Linked DNA regions of Mus musculus: region 2 is linked to region 1. A link is a contact called in public promoter capture Hi-C data. All regions are on one chromosome and are shown on one strand. The core of a region is the stretch at or near the end of the contact, and the rest is flanking DNA. Distances in the headings are between cores, read along the strand shown. Region 1 holds the start of Fbxo7 (F-box protein 7). Region 2 holds the start of Nt5dc3 (5'-nucleotidase domain containing 3).

Region 1 (5,285 bases), core at 2,739-5,238:
CAGGTCTCACGTAACCTAAATTGGTTTGGGCTTGGTAAGCAGCCAGGGGTGAGCTTGAACTCCTGAGTCTCCCACCTCTCCCAAGTGCTGGGACTAAGGCATGCGCCATTATATTTAGCTTGCGCGGTGTTGCTGATGAAGCGCAGGGCTTTGTGAATGTGTGGCAAGCACTTTACTGTCATCAGAGGGACAGCAAAGAAATCACACAAATGTCTGCTCCGTTATGAAGAGGAAGGCTTTTTATTGTAAGAGAGAAAGGAGATCCACAGGCATTTGCAAGAGTCAGAAGCAGAGAGAAGAAAGAAGACCAGATGGGGCATGGCTAGAGCTAGGGTAGTGGAGCATGGGAAAACCATTCTAGTTATAAGGAGGATGAGTAGCCCAAGGAAGGGAAACTATGAACTGGAACAGCCTATGATTTTAGAGTGCTGAAAGGGGCCAGGATGCTAGTATGGGCTTTTCAATGCATAACAATATGTGTGAATAGGGACTGAACTGGCCAGAAGGCCTGTATGGGCATTGATATACAAATACAGGTATATGTCAGTTGGTCCCTTTTGCCAGAGTGAAGGGCAGGTTAATGGAAATGACTCCTTTTTAGCAGACCCATTTCACAAATTTCTGAGGAATGCTGAAGGAGTCGGCCAGCAAATCCTACTGTCCAGCATCATCTGAGCCAAGATGGTCCTTGTGGACCAAGTTAGTAGGCCTGCTCTTTTGGGATGTGGGATGCGTGGGGTTTTCCTTGAGACCTAATATTTACCCATTGAACTATATTCCCAACCTAAGCCCAAACAATCTATACAGATACCCCACCTACAATGAGTTGGACAGATTCCCTATTTTAAAGTTTAAAAACATTTAATGTCTGTAGGTGTTTTTCCTGCATGTCTGTGGATCACGTGGCTTGCCTGGTGTCCAGAGAGGCCAGAAGAAAGCACTGGATCCTCGAGAACTGGAGTTACAGATGGCTGTGAGCAGCATTGTGGGTGCTGACAATTAAATCCACAGCATAGCAAGAAGCATAGCAAGTCCCCTTGGCCCCTGAGACAATGCTAAGGCCCTACAGGTGTTCCCTGGGGCTAATTACATTTGATGTTAATTCCATTCTCCCGTGAGGGGCTGCGAACAAGGAATGAGTCAGCACTCTGGTGATTTCCTGTAAACCTTCTTCCCACCTTAATTTATAAAATAAAGGCTAGAGCCAGCGATTGGGCAGAGTAAGAGGGGAAGGTGGGGCTGAAGGTTTTGGGAGAGAAAGAGAGGAGGAGGAAAAAGGAAAGTGGAGCAGAAGAAGCACTTGGCTTGGAGAAACCAAAAGTTCTAAGTGGTCTCTTCTATGGAAAAGATGGTAGTGTAGCGGTAGATCTGCCCAGTCTTGGCGCACAGCATGTATTCATATTAATTGAGTTGTGTTTTCATTGCCAGGGCATATTTGGGTTGGAGATTTACCACAACAGTTCCCCCGCCAACCCTTTTTATAAGTCATATATATACTTCAGATTAGAGCATGGCCCTAGTAGTGCACATCTGTCAAATTCATGGCTTCTTCTCAAATTTTGAACACCTTCCTTACACTTCTGGGGAAATTCTAATAAGCTCCTAAAAAGGAGTCAGATTCTGATTTTCAGTTTCTTTTGCAGTGAGGACTCAGGTATGGGGCCCAAACTTCCTTAGTCAGATTGCACCCCATATAGACCCTTGATTGGGAAGTAAGGTGAGAAAACAGAATCTTTTGGAAGCTTGTCATTTTGTTGGTGCAGGACAGAGCAAAACCCACAAGGAATCTGAGGGTAGCAGAGACAGGGTCAGTCACTCCCCAGTCCTCCCTAGCAGTGGTGACAGCAATTTCCCGCAGACCCAACTTTGATATATTCCTAATCAGGACACGTCTTCAGTGTGGTTATAAGTTTTCTCCAGTCCTTCCTAGAATCTGCTGGGCCATATATCATCCCTTTAATTCACCCCTTCCTGGGTAGTTGCCCAGAGTCAATTTCCACTGTTTAGAACTAAAGACCGTGATATTGGAGACCCCCTCACAACTTTCCAGTGGCTTCTCATGTATTCTAGAATGTGTCTCAAACTTTTTGCCCAGCTCAAGAATATCCTCTTTCATAAAGATTGGTTTTCTATTACAACCAGTCTCAAACCAATCTGATTTATTTATCAGTATTCATGCTTTTGGTTTGATATTCTTATACTAAAATGTTGGCTTGTAGCAAAAAAAAAAAGATGGAAATAAATATGTAACTTCTGAGGCTATGTTGTAAAAGACTTCACAGTTTCTGTCTTGGTAATGCTTGGGTCGCTTACTCTCAGGGAATCCAATTATCATGTTATGTGGACATTCAAGTAGATTTCTGGAAAAAAAAAATCTGTGAAAAACTGGGGCCAATCGTTTGATGATATGTGTAGTCAAGTCTTCAGGCAGCTCTGGCAAGAGACCCTGAGACAGAATTACCTAACCACCCTGTACCCAAGTTCCCAATCTACAGAATTTGTGGGTCGACAAATGTTTATTGATGTGGGTTAGTAAGCTTTGGAGGACAATTGATATGCAGCAAAAGATTTTACTAAGACACTGTGTAACAACTAAAAGCTGCTTTAAATTTTGTGGTAACATGAAGGGGCTAAAGGAGTTGGCTTCAGCTTCAAGTTCCTAAGGGCAGCGCCAAGGAAGAAAGGAAGTAAATGCTGTTAATCCCACAGGAAAAAAAAAAATCAGTCCCACAGATTCGAGGAGAAAGACCATCAACCCCAAACCATCATGGCCAAATTAATTAATCAAGCTTTTCTTGGTATGTATACATGGGCTGGACATAGGTAAGGTAAGATTGTAATAGTTCAGGAGTAGGGGGTTTCCAGATGAGGATTTGGCAGGCAAATAGGCATGTATTACCGAAGCAGAACATAAGCATACCAAGTTGGTCATAACAGCCTCTTGAAACAAAGACATGGTTGCAAGGTGGTTACAACAGGGTCACCATAATAACCTTTTAAAATAAAGGCATGGGGCAGTACAGAGCCATTTGTAGCTAAGGTTACAGGTGGGACATAGCCCAATCCTTGAGAAACCTAGTTTGTCTTTACTATAAGATGGCTTTTACGCCTGAGATGGAGGCAGTCTGGTTTATCAAGATTTATCGTGAGAAGTGAAGAGCTATACTGTTGTGGCCTTCAAATCCATTGGGAGAAACCAAAGACTTAGGCTCAATTCAAATTTATATTAAAATGAGTTTATGCTTACTGCTAGCAGAAGGAAGGCAGCTTTAGAGCCCAAACAGCATTCCATAGGGAAGGGGGACTAAGGATAAGATGGGGTTTTAAATTGGACATCAGAAAGGTGTATATTACAACTTACCACGAAATACAAGCTGGGCAGGAAAACTGTTTTACTTTCCTCAGTTGTTTCTCACCTTCCCGCTATATAGTAATTAAAAGATCATTTCATCCCTTTCCCATAGCGATAGTGAGTTTTAAAGAAGCAAAGGCAGCAGTTACTATCCTCACAGCCATTATCCTATTCTTATCTCACCTGCAGGTCTCTAGTACCTCCCAGGCATCCAACAGCCCTTAAGGGATCCCTGGCTCCACATTAACTTTCTTTAGTCATCACAGGGGACCTGTGTACATTATTTCTCAGGCAGGTCTGAGCACTCTAATGACAGGGATAGAGCAGTTCATTTCTGGGCACGGAAACCAGTGACATCAGGTTAGGGCCGTCTGTCATGTCTCCACACTGTTGGCAGCATTCCTTCCAGAGCTAAAGATCCTGCTTGCTGGGAGGGAAGGAACAAACTCGCTCACCCCAGCAGAAGCAGAAGCAGAAGCGTAGAGACTCAAGTGCGCCCAAGCAAACCCAGCGCCTGCGCCGTGCGCGCCTCGCCTCCAGGTGGCGATGTCGCGCGCCGAGCCAGCGATAGGGAAGCGCAGGCGCTCGGCCCTCCGCTCGAGCGGAAGGCTCTAGGGGGCGTAGTCGACCGAGCGGCGAGCGCTGGGGATTCCTCGGGAGCGCAGGCCCGGAGCTCCTTGCTTTCGGTTTCTTCCCGGGGCCGACCGAAGCTTGCGGTCCGACTCTCGCCATGAAGCTGCGCGTGCGGCTTCAGAAGCGGACCCAGCCGCTCGAGGTGCCGGAGTCGGAGCCAACGCTCGGGCAGCTGCGCGCGCACCTCAGCCAGGTCCTGCTGCCCACGTTGGGGTTCAGGTGAGCCGCGTCGCTGTCGTGGGGCTCGGGGGATGGCGCGCTTCGAGCGGTCACGTGAGGCCCGGGCCTCCCGGGTGTAGCTGCACTGGGCGCCTGTGACTGTGACGCTCGGCAGCTGGGTGCTGGCCGGGGTCCGGCTCCGAGAGACCATGGCCCAGCCTCCCCCGGGTGCCGCTGTCCTCCCCGGTGAGTAGTCACTTCCGGGGTTTCGGTCGCTGCGGCCCCGAGGGCGGGAAGGGAACTCGGGAAGCTTGGCTTGCGTTAAATCTCCCGGTGTTAACTTGAGTTTACCTCTGCGGTTGGGATAGTTCAGTGGTTAAATCGGAAAAGCATCGTGCTCAAGGTGACAAAAGTCTTGACACCTTAGGTCACTGTAATTTGTGCCACTGCCCAAGGCTACAGTAACTTTAAAAACAGCTGAGCGTGCAAGTGGCAGACTGCACCTAACTGTAACTTTCTCACTTTCTCACTGTAAGGGTTCAGGAAGTACGCCTGTCAGCGGGCATTCTCTGGGTGAGAATGTTGCTTTTTTTTCACGAATAGAGGCATGACCCTAGAGAGCTTACAGTTTCATGGCAAGTTGAAAAAGGATTAGGTTCTATTACTAATTTATGGGGTTCTATTACTAATTTTTGCAGATGAAGCGTCTGTGTTTCTGCAGAAGATAGTTTCAGGACATAGAGAGATAACTGTATGGACGACCCACTTCAAGTGCTGAGCTAGAAATTTGAACTAGTGAAGAAAAAAAAAATTAAAAAGATGGGCTCTGGGGCTTCTAAAGGGAAAAATTTTCAAAGAAAAACGTTTCCCATTAATTGGCATTTTAAATAAGCCTTTTCACTTTATTTGTAGGGAGTTAAGCAAAGTGAGACCCTGAATAGATTTTTTCACCCTTCCTCCCTGCTCCCATCCCCCCATTAAGTGAGCCTGAGCTACACCTTTATTCTAGCGCTCTGGAGGAAGAGGCAGGGTTCAAGGTCAGCCTGGTCTACATAGCAAGTTCCAGACCAGCCAGTGTTACATTGTGAGACCCTGTCTAATAAGATAATAATGTTAGCCAAACCATTAAAAAAAGAGCATT
Region 2 (6,045 bases), core at 773-3,272, 760 kb after region 1:
AACCTGGAGCTCGGGGATTCTATTCGCCTAGTAGTCAGTGAGCACCAGGGGGCTTCCTGTCTCTCCGTTCTTTGTGCTGAGGCCATAGGAACTGGCTGTCATTTTTTTATAGCAGTGCTGGCGCGTGCTCGCAAGCTCTTAACAGACTACGCCAGGTCCCTAGCACCTATTTTGGATTCTTTCATCAGATATTTTCTTTTAACTCTGCAGGAGTGGTCACTATCCAGGTCTGGGGATTCAGTTTTCTTACTCTCTTATAACGCTGTATCTGGTTTTAGTTACAAAGGGTGGGTTTCAAGTGATCCACGTTTCTATGGTAAGTACAACAATCGTGATTCCACAGGGTCCTATAGTCTAAGAGAATATATAGAAGCACTCTTACCAATCGTAATTTAAAAAAAAATTCTATAGTATATTTTGACTTAAAAATTCACCTAAGTAAAATTGATGATTGTTATCACCAAAACTTTTTATTAGTAAAAATAAGAAAAGATAGGAAGTGAAATGTCCTCAAGTCATAAAGGAAGCTTTTAATGACCAGAGCCCATGGATTTGATAGCATATCGATTTGCACATTTTATTGTCCTCCAATTTTATCACTGATCCATAAAACATTAACCTGTAACAGTTAAGGATTACTTTCTAGCTACCGTCCTCCCTACCACCCAACAGAAGAGGGGACTCAGCTCTGTGACGATAGGCAAGCAATCTCACCTCTGTTGTGCCTCGGTTTCATTGTGTTTAAAGGAGAGACGCGGTACGTTCCTTTTAAGACAGCTGGGAAGAGTGTATGCGATAAAATATACAGCCAGCTTTCTATTAATGGTTTTCATTATCAGTCAGGGACTAGCTCCAGTGTCATCACCTTCCACAAAAACATCTGACTCTTCCAGCCCACAACTTGAGTCGCTAATGCTTGGGGTTGTCTCACACTGTGCCTTGTCTGTCCTCTCATTATTCTAGCCATTCCCACTATAACCGCCCCCCCCTACTCAGTGGTCACCATGGGATACTTTGGGAATTTCTTGGGGCCCAGTGTTTCTCAGGTAGGTCTTGAATTGGTGATAGAAAGTCCCGCAGGAGCGGCATGGAATAAGTGCAGTTAAGCAAGTGAGTGGAACAGGTACCAAGCGTGCTGCCAGCGTGGGCAGGAGACTGCTAATCATGTCCGGAGGACCTCTCTGGAGGTGGGAACCCGGCTTTCCAGAGGCCTGCACTGTTAAGGAAATTTACATTTATCGGGAGTCTTCAGGGGCAGGATCTTGCAGACGACTTTAGACCTCGAGTGTAATCTCGGCCCAGCAACTCTTTAAAGGGCAACTCTTGGATAGGCCCAAGCTCAGCCTCAGGGCAGTCTCAGAGAGGCACCTGAGATCCAGGAGATACCTGCAGAAGCCTTTGACACGGAGTGGGTCGCATTCCAGAGACTGGGATCAGAGATGGATAGTGCGTACACTCATCAGTGCAATCAGAATTGGGGCCCGCCACGGAAGGCAAGAGGAAGGTAGAGCAGAGTCTTGCTGGCAGCGATAGGGTCGGAGATGAGTCATCCTAGCCCGTGTGACTTCAACCACCCTCCGCCCCCTCCTGCCTCGCGGGTCAGGAAGTGACCGCAGCCGACCGGGCGCTGAGCCCTGGCAGCTCCGGCCACGCCCAACCCGCTTTCTCTAAGGCCTCGCCCTTGACTCCGCCTTTGACTCAACCCAGACTCCGTCCCACTCCATTTCCACAGGCCCACACCTGACCCAGCCTCTAACTGGCCTAGGCCCCCGGCTCTGTCTCCCCAGGTTCGGTCCCTGACTCTGCCTCTGACGCAATCGAGATGGTCCAACTCATTCTCTCTCTAGACCCTATTCTTTACTCAGCCGGGGCATTCCTCTTTCCAACCAGGCCCCGCCCCTGACCCAGCTCAGGCCCCACCCATCCCGCAGCTCCTAGCCTAATCCTTGACCCCGCCTCCTGCTTCCCTCTAGAACCCGCCCACCTCCCCAGCCTCGCCCCCGGCTCCGCCCCACCGTGGGTGGTTCTTGGGCCGCGCCGGCACTTGCTCAGACGTAGGAACTGCCGGCGTGCGTCCCGGAGCCTCGCGACGCTGGCCATCCGTGCCACTGGCAGCTTAGAGGCAGCATGGCCACGGTGGCAGCGGCGGCCCGCGGGGCCGGGGCGAGGGCGGCGGCAGGGCTGCGGAGTTGCGGCGGGGCCGTGGCTCGAGAACGACCGCGCTCGGGCTGCGCTCGGCGCCTGTGCTCTGCCCCGGCTGCCCCGGCTGCCGTGGACATGAAAAGCTACCTGTGGGCGCGCTACCACGAGGCGAAGAGGAGCACGGACGGTGAGTGCGTGTCCCAGCTTGCGCCGCCCACTCGAGGACCCCTCGGGTCCCCCGCACCCTGCCTCTGTCGCGCGGCCCCCGCGGGGAAGGCGACTCTAAAACTTCGCAACTCTTTTTTGGCTTTCCCCCGCCGGGGAAGCTATTTCATACCTGGGGATTGTTAAATCTGGAGTGTACATCGCAAGTGCTCTGGGCCGCTGCGAGAGTTCCAAGGGCGTCGGTAGGAAGACATTCCCCCAAACACCGTTAGGTGTCATTCACCCTGGGAATGGTAGTAGCAGCCCAGCTTGCTGCCGCGCTGTCCTAGACAGGCTCCAGCGCAGGCGACTGGGTCAGGAGGATGAGCCGGTCTCCCTTTTGCAGGGTGGAGTAGATAAAATGTGCTGTTTGAAAGGGGAGGGTGGTCTGGTTATCCACCGCCCTCTGCGAGGAGAAGAGGAATACTTGTGGTCAGGTGAACTGAGAAAGAGCTTGGCTGGGCGGTTAGGGAATCGGAGAAGGAATGGAAAGAGGAACCAGATTATAATAGTATCAGGTATTGATGTCGACTCTGAATCGCCCATAGCCTCCGGAGGAGGGGGTCATGTCCATTATGTAGACGGGAAGGGCGAGCAAGGGGCCTAAGCAAAAACTGATTTTGACTCAGGGTCGGGAATCCATTGTCCTGTGTGTTGCTTTGTGCTTCTTGCAGTCAAACGTTTGGAACCTGGAGTAAAGGGCCAGTGAAGCACAGACACTGAAGCTGTCAGAGGACACTGGGATTTGGGGAGGGGGTGGTTTGGGGAGGGTGCTACATGAGGAAGGGGGTTGGTGAGGGAACGTTTTTGTAGGATTTCCATTTGCATCTTTGGCCACATGCCTGTTCAAGTGAAACAAAACCCACCTGGAATATCTTCACAACACATTCCGAGGTGTAAGCAATGGAGACTTCTTTGAAAGAGTGGCTTATTGGTTTTGGCCAGGCAAGTGTTTTGAGATGGGTTGTGTATTCCAGGCCTTAAAGTCATGAGTCTCCTGTGTGTTCTATCCTTCCAGGCGGGCGGGAACCACCATTCCAGGCAAACGTGTGTCCTGTCAGGGCCCTGTCAGCTCTTCTCTCTTGCTTAGTTTCCTCTTTCTTTTTGGTCTTTTTGAGACAGGGTTTTAAGGTAACCTTAAACTTGAAGCAATCCTCCTGCCTCAGTCTTTCAAGTGCTGGAGTTATAGACACGAACCACTCACTACTCCTGTCTTTTGTTTTTCTTTTCTTTTGTTTTGTTTTGTTTTGGTTTTTTTTGTTTTTGTTTTTTGTTTTTTTTAAGACAGGATTTTTCTCTGTAGTCCTGGAACTCACTCTGTAGACCTGGGTGGCCTCGAACTCAGAGAGATCTCATGTCTCTCTCCTGGAATCCTGGGATTAAAGGTGTGTGCCACTATGCCAGGCTATTCTGTATTTTTGGTTAAAAACTTTACTGACATGTATGGAGAGAATGAAATACAGAAACCCCTATACAATATTTAAACCCATTTGGCTGTGGGATTGGGACAATTCACACATGTCCTCTTGAGGAGTGAGCTATGGTTAAATGACTCAGTGTTTTGGTATGTACCTACTATGGAACAATACTTAACAATAAAAAGAAGAGTACCATTCATCTAACATACAAAAAAAATGTATATTTTAGGGAGTTACACTGTGGAGTGTGTCTGTGGGGTGGGGGTAGGAAGCCAGTCTCCAAAGGTTGAAGGGTAATTGCATCTTTAGAAGAAACTAGAGGTAAAATTTCTTCTCTCTTGATATTTTAGACAGGGTTTACCCCTTGTGGCCTGTGAGAATTAGAAAGGTCCTGAAGTTTGTTCACCCATACAGAAAATGGGGATATTACTGACGTGGTAGAGTTTTGGTATGGTGTAATGAGTCCCCCCACCCTCCCAGTTAGCCTCTGAGAATAAAGCAGTATTGGGTTGTAGACAGAGATCAGTCCTGGGGAGTGTCGGTTTGGGGTGCTAAGTCCGGAGCATGAAAAGCTGAGTTTCTTCCTCTCTGGCCCTTAGTTGCAGTAAGGGGATAACATAGCTTGGTGTTTCTTCTTCCTCTTCCTCTTCTTCCTCTTCCTCCTCTTCTTCCTCTTTCTCCTCCTCCTTTTTCTTCTCCTCCTCCTCCTTCTCTTCTCTTCTTTCTCCTCTTTCTTTTCTTCCTCCTCCTCTTTTATTTTTATTTTTTAGTTTTTGAGACAAAGTCTTTCTGTATAGCCCCAGCTGTCCTGGAACTCTGCTTTGTAGACCAGGCTAGCCTGGAACTCACAGATATCTTTCTGGTTCTAAGATTAAAGTCCTGCACCACTGTACCTGGCCCTAACATAGCATTTTTTTTTTTTTTTTTTTTTGCCTAAGCCCATTCCCTTGAGATGTTGCTACTTATGCGCAGGTCCCCTCACTGCAGGCTTGGCTCATGGTGTGCCGCACCCCCCATCCCCCCTCGTGCACATTCACAAGGAGTTTCTATGTCACCTTTGAAAACTCAGGGATTTTAATCTGGCTTTGCCTTTTTTGTCTCATTTGAGTCCTCATCTTCTCTACCCTCCTCCAGCTGATGTCTGTGCCCATGTGAGCAGGCATTAAGTATCCAGCAGAGGGTTTTAAGGTTGTTGATTCTCAAGTGTGAATCTGGGCCGAGGTGCCCAGTATCTGTTGCCTGTGCCAGACTGTGGAGCGGCCTGACAGGGATGTGGAGTCTGGAAGAGGGATAGGGGCTGCATCGATGACTGGCTGTGTGTATGTGTGTGTATACGTGTGAGCGCACAGAAGTCTGCCCCCACCCCCACCCCCCACCCTCAGTAATCTCCTCAGGATAAAATGGTTTTACTTTCCTACTGTTTGACAGAAGAATCTTATTTCCTGGTCACTTGATCCCTTTTGTAATCACAACAGGGGTTTCAGGCCCAGCCCTTGAAATGCATGCCAGGCAAGGGGTGTGATTTTTAGATTTTGTTATAATGCACTCTTCCTCAGTCCTTGTTTCTCTCCATTTTAATTGAAATTTATTAAAAAACAAAATTTTCAAGTCAGCTTTGGATATACAGAGAAACTTATAGTTTCTATAAAGCCTGCTTCTGTTCTGAGCCCCTTTCTCCTCCCTCCCTCCTCCTCTCCCTCCTCCCCTCCCTCCCTCCCTCCCCACGCCCCTCCCCTCCCCTCCTTCCCTCCCTCCTTCTTTCCCTCCCTCTCTCCTTCCCTCTTCCCTCTTCCTCACTTTCTTTTTAAAGGAGTTAATCTGCTCTAGCTGGGCTCATTAGAATACACACCCCTTTGGTGAGGTCATAGTGGAAGAAGGTAAACTCTGAGTTACTGTAGAGCGCCACAGACTTTATTCAGGGATGTGGAAGGGTTTATTCAAAGTTCAGGGCTGAAAGAAGTTGATAGTCCACCAGAAATTAGGTATTTGTGAGGCCTGGGAATGTGATTCAGTAAGCAAGAGAACTTCCTGCAAGCATGGCGTCTGAGTTTTAGATCCCAGAACCCACATAAAAGGCTCAGGGGCGCCTCACTGAGCCACCAGCTAGCAGGTGGGGAGACCAGAGGATTGCTGAGGCTTGCTGGACAGACAGACGTACAAAACAAAACAAAACCAACCAACCAAACAAATAAAAGCAAAAACCCAAATGAACAAACAAAAAAGCCCAGCAAGCTGTGGGTTCAGTGAGAGACGCTGTCTGCAGGCAGTAAGGCAGAGTGGT

Evidence for each region. Promoter capture Hi-C pulls out the DNA fragments that hold promoters and counts their contacts.
Region 2: a promoter capture Hi-C map of pre-B cells shows a contact between it and region 1. The contact joins the promoter of Nt5dc3 here to the promoter of Fbxo7 in region 1. A contact is called at or near these places in 21 of 39 promoter capture datasets (the 3T3-L1 cell line, 3T3-L1-derived adipocytes, the C10 cell line and 13 more), 3 of 484 Hi-C or Micro-C datasets (CD8 T cells, the G1E-ER4 cell line and embryonic stem cells), 5 of 115 datasets of contacts at active chromatin or transcription factors (bone marrow-derived macrophages, embryonic stem cells, extraembryonic endoderm stem cells and 2 more) and 2 of 9 other capture datasets (adipose tissue and liver).

What each region holds. Positions count from the first base shown.
Region 1 is chr10:86,017,941-86,023,225 of GRCm38.p6, forward strand. Fbxo7 (F-box protein 7) reads left to right here and starts at 3,989. Exons shown (of 9, transcript NM_153195.2): 1 at 3,989-4,204. The coding sequence starts at 4,083.
Region 2 is chr10:86,776,983-86,783,027 of GRCm38.p6, forward strand. Nt5dc3 (5'-nucleotidase domain containing 3) reads left to right here and starts at 2,023. Exons shown (of 14, transcript NM_175331.3): 1 at 2,023-2,329. The coding sequence starts at 2,128.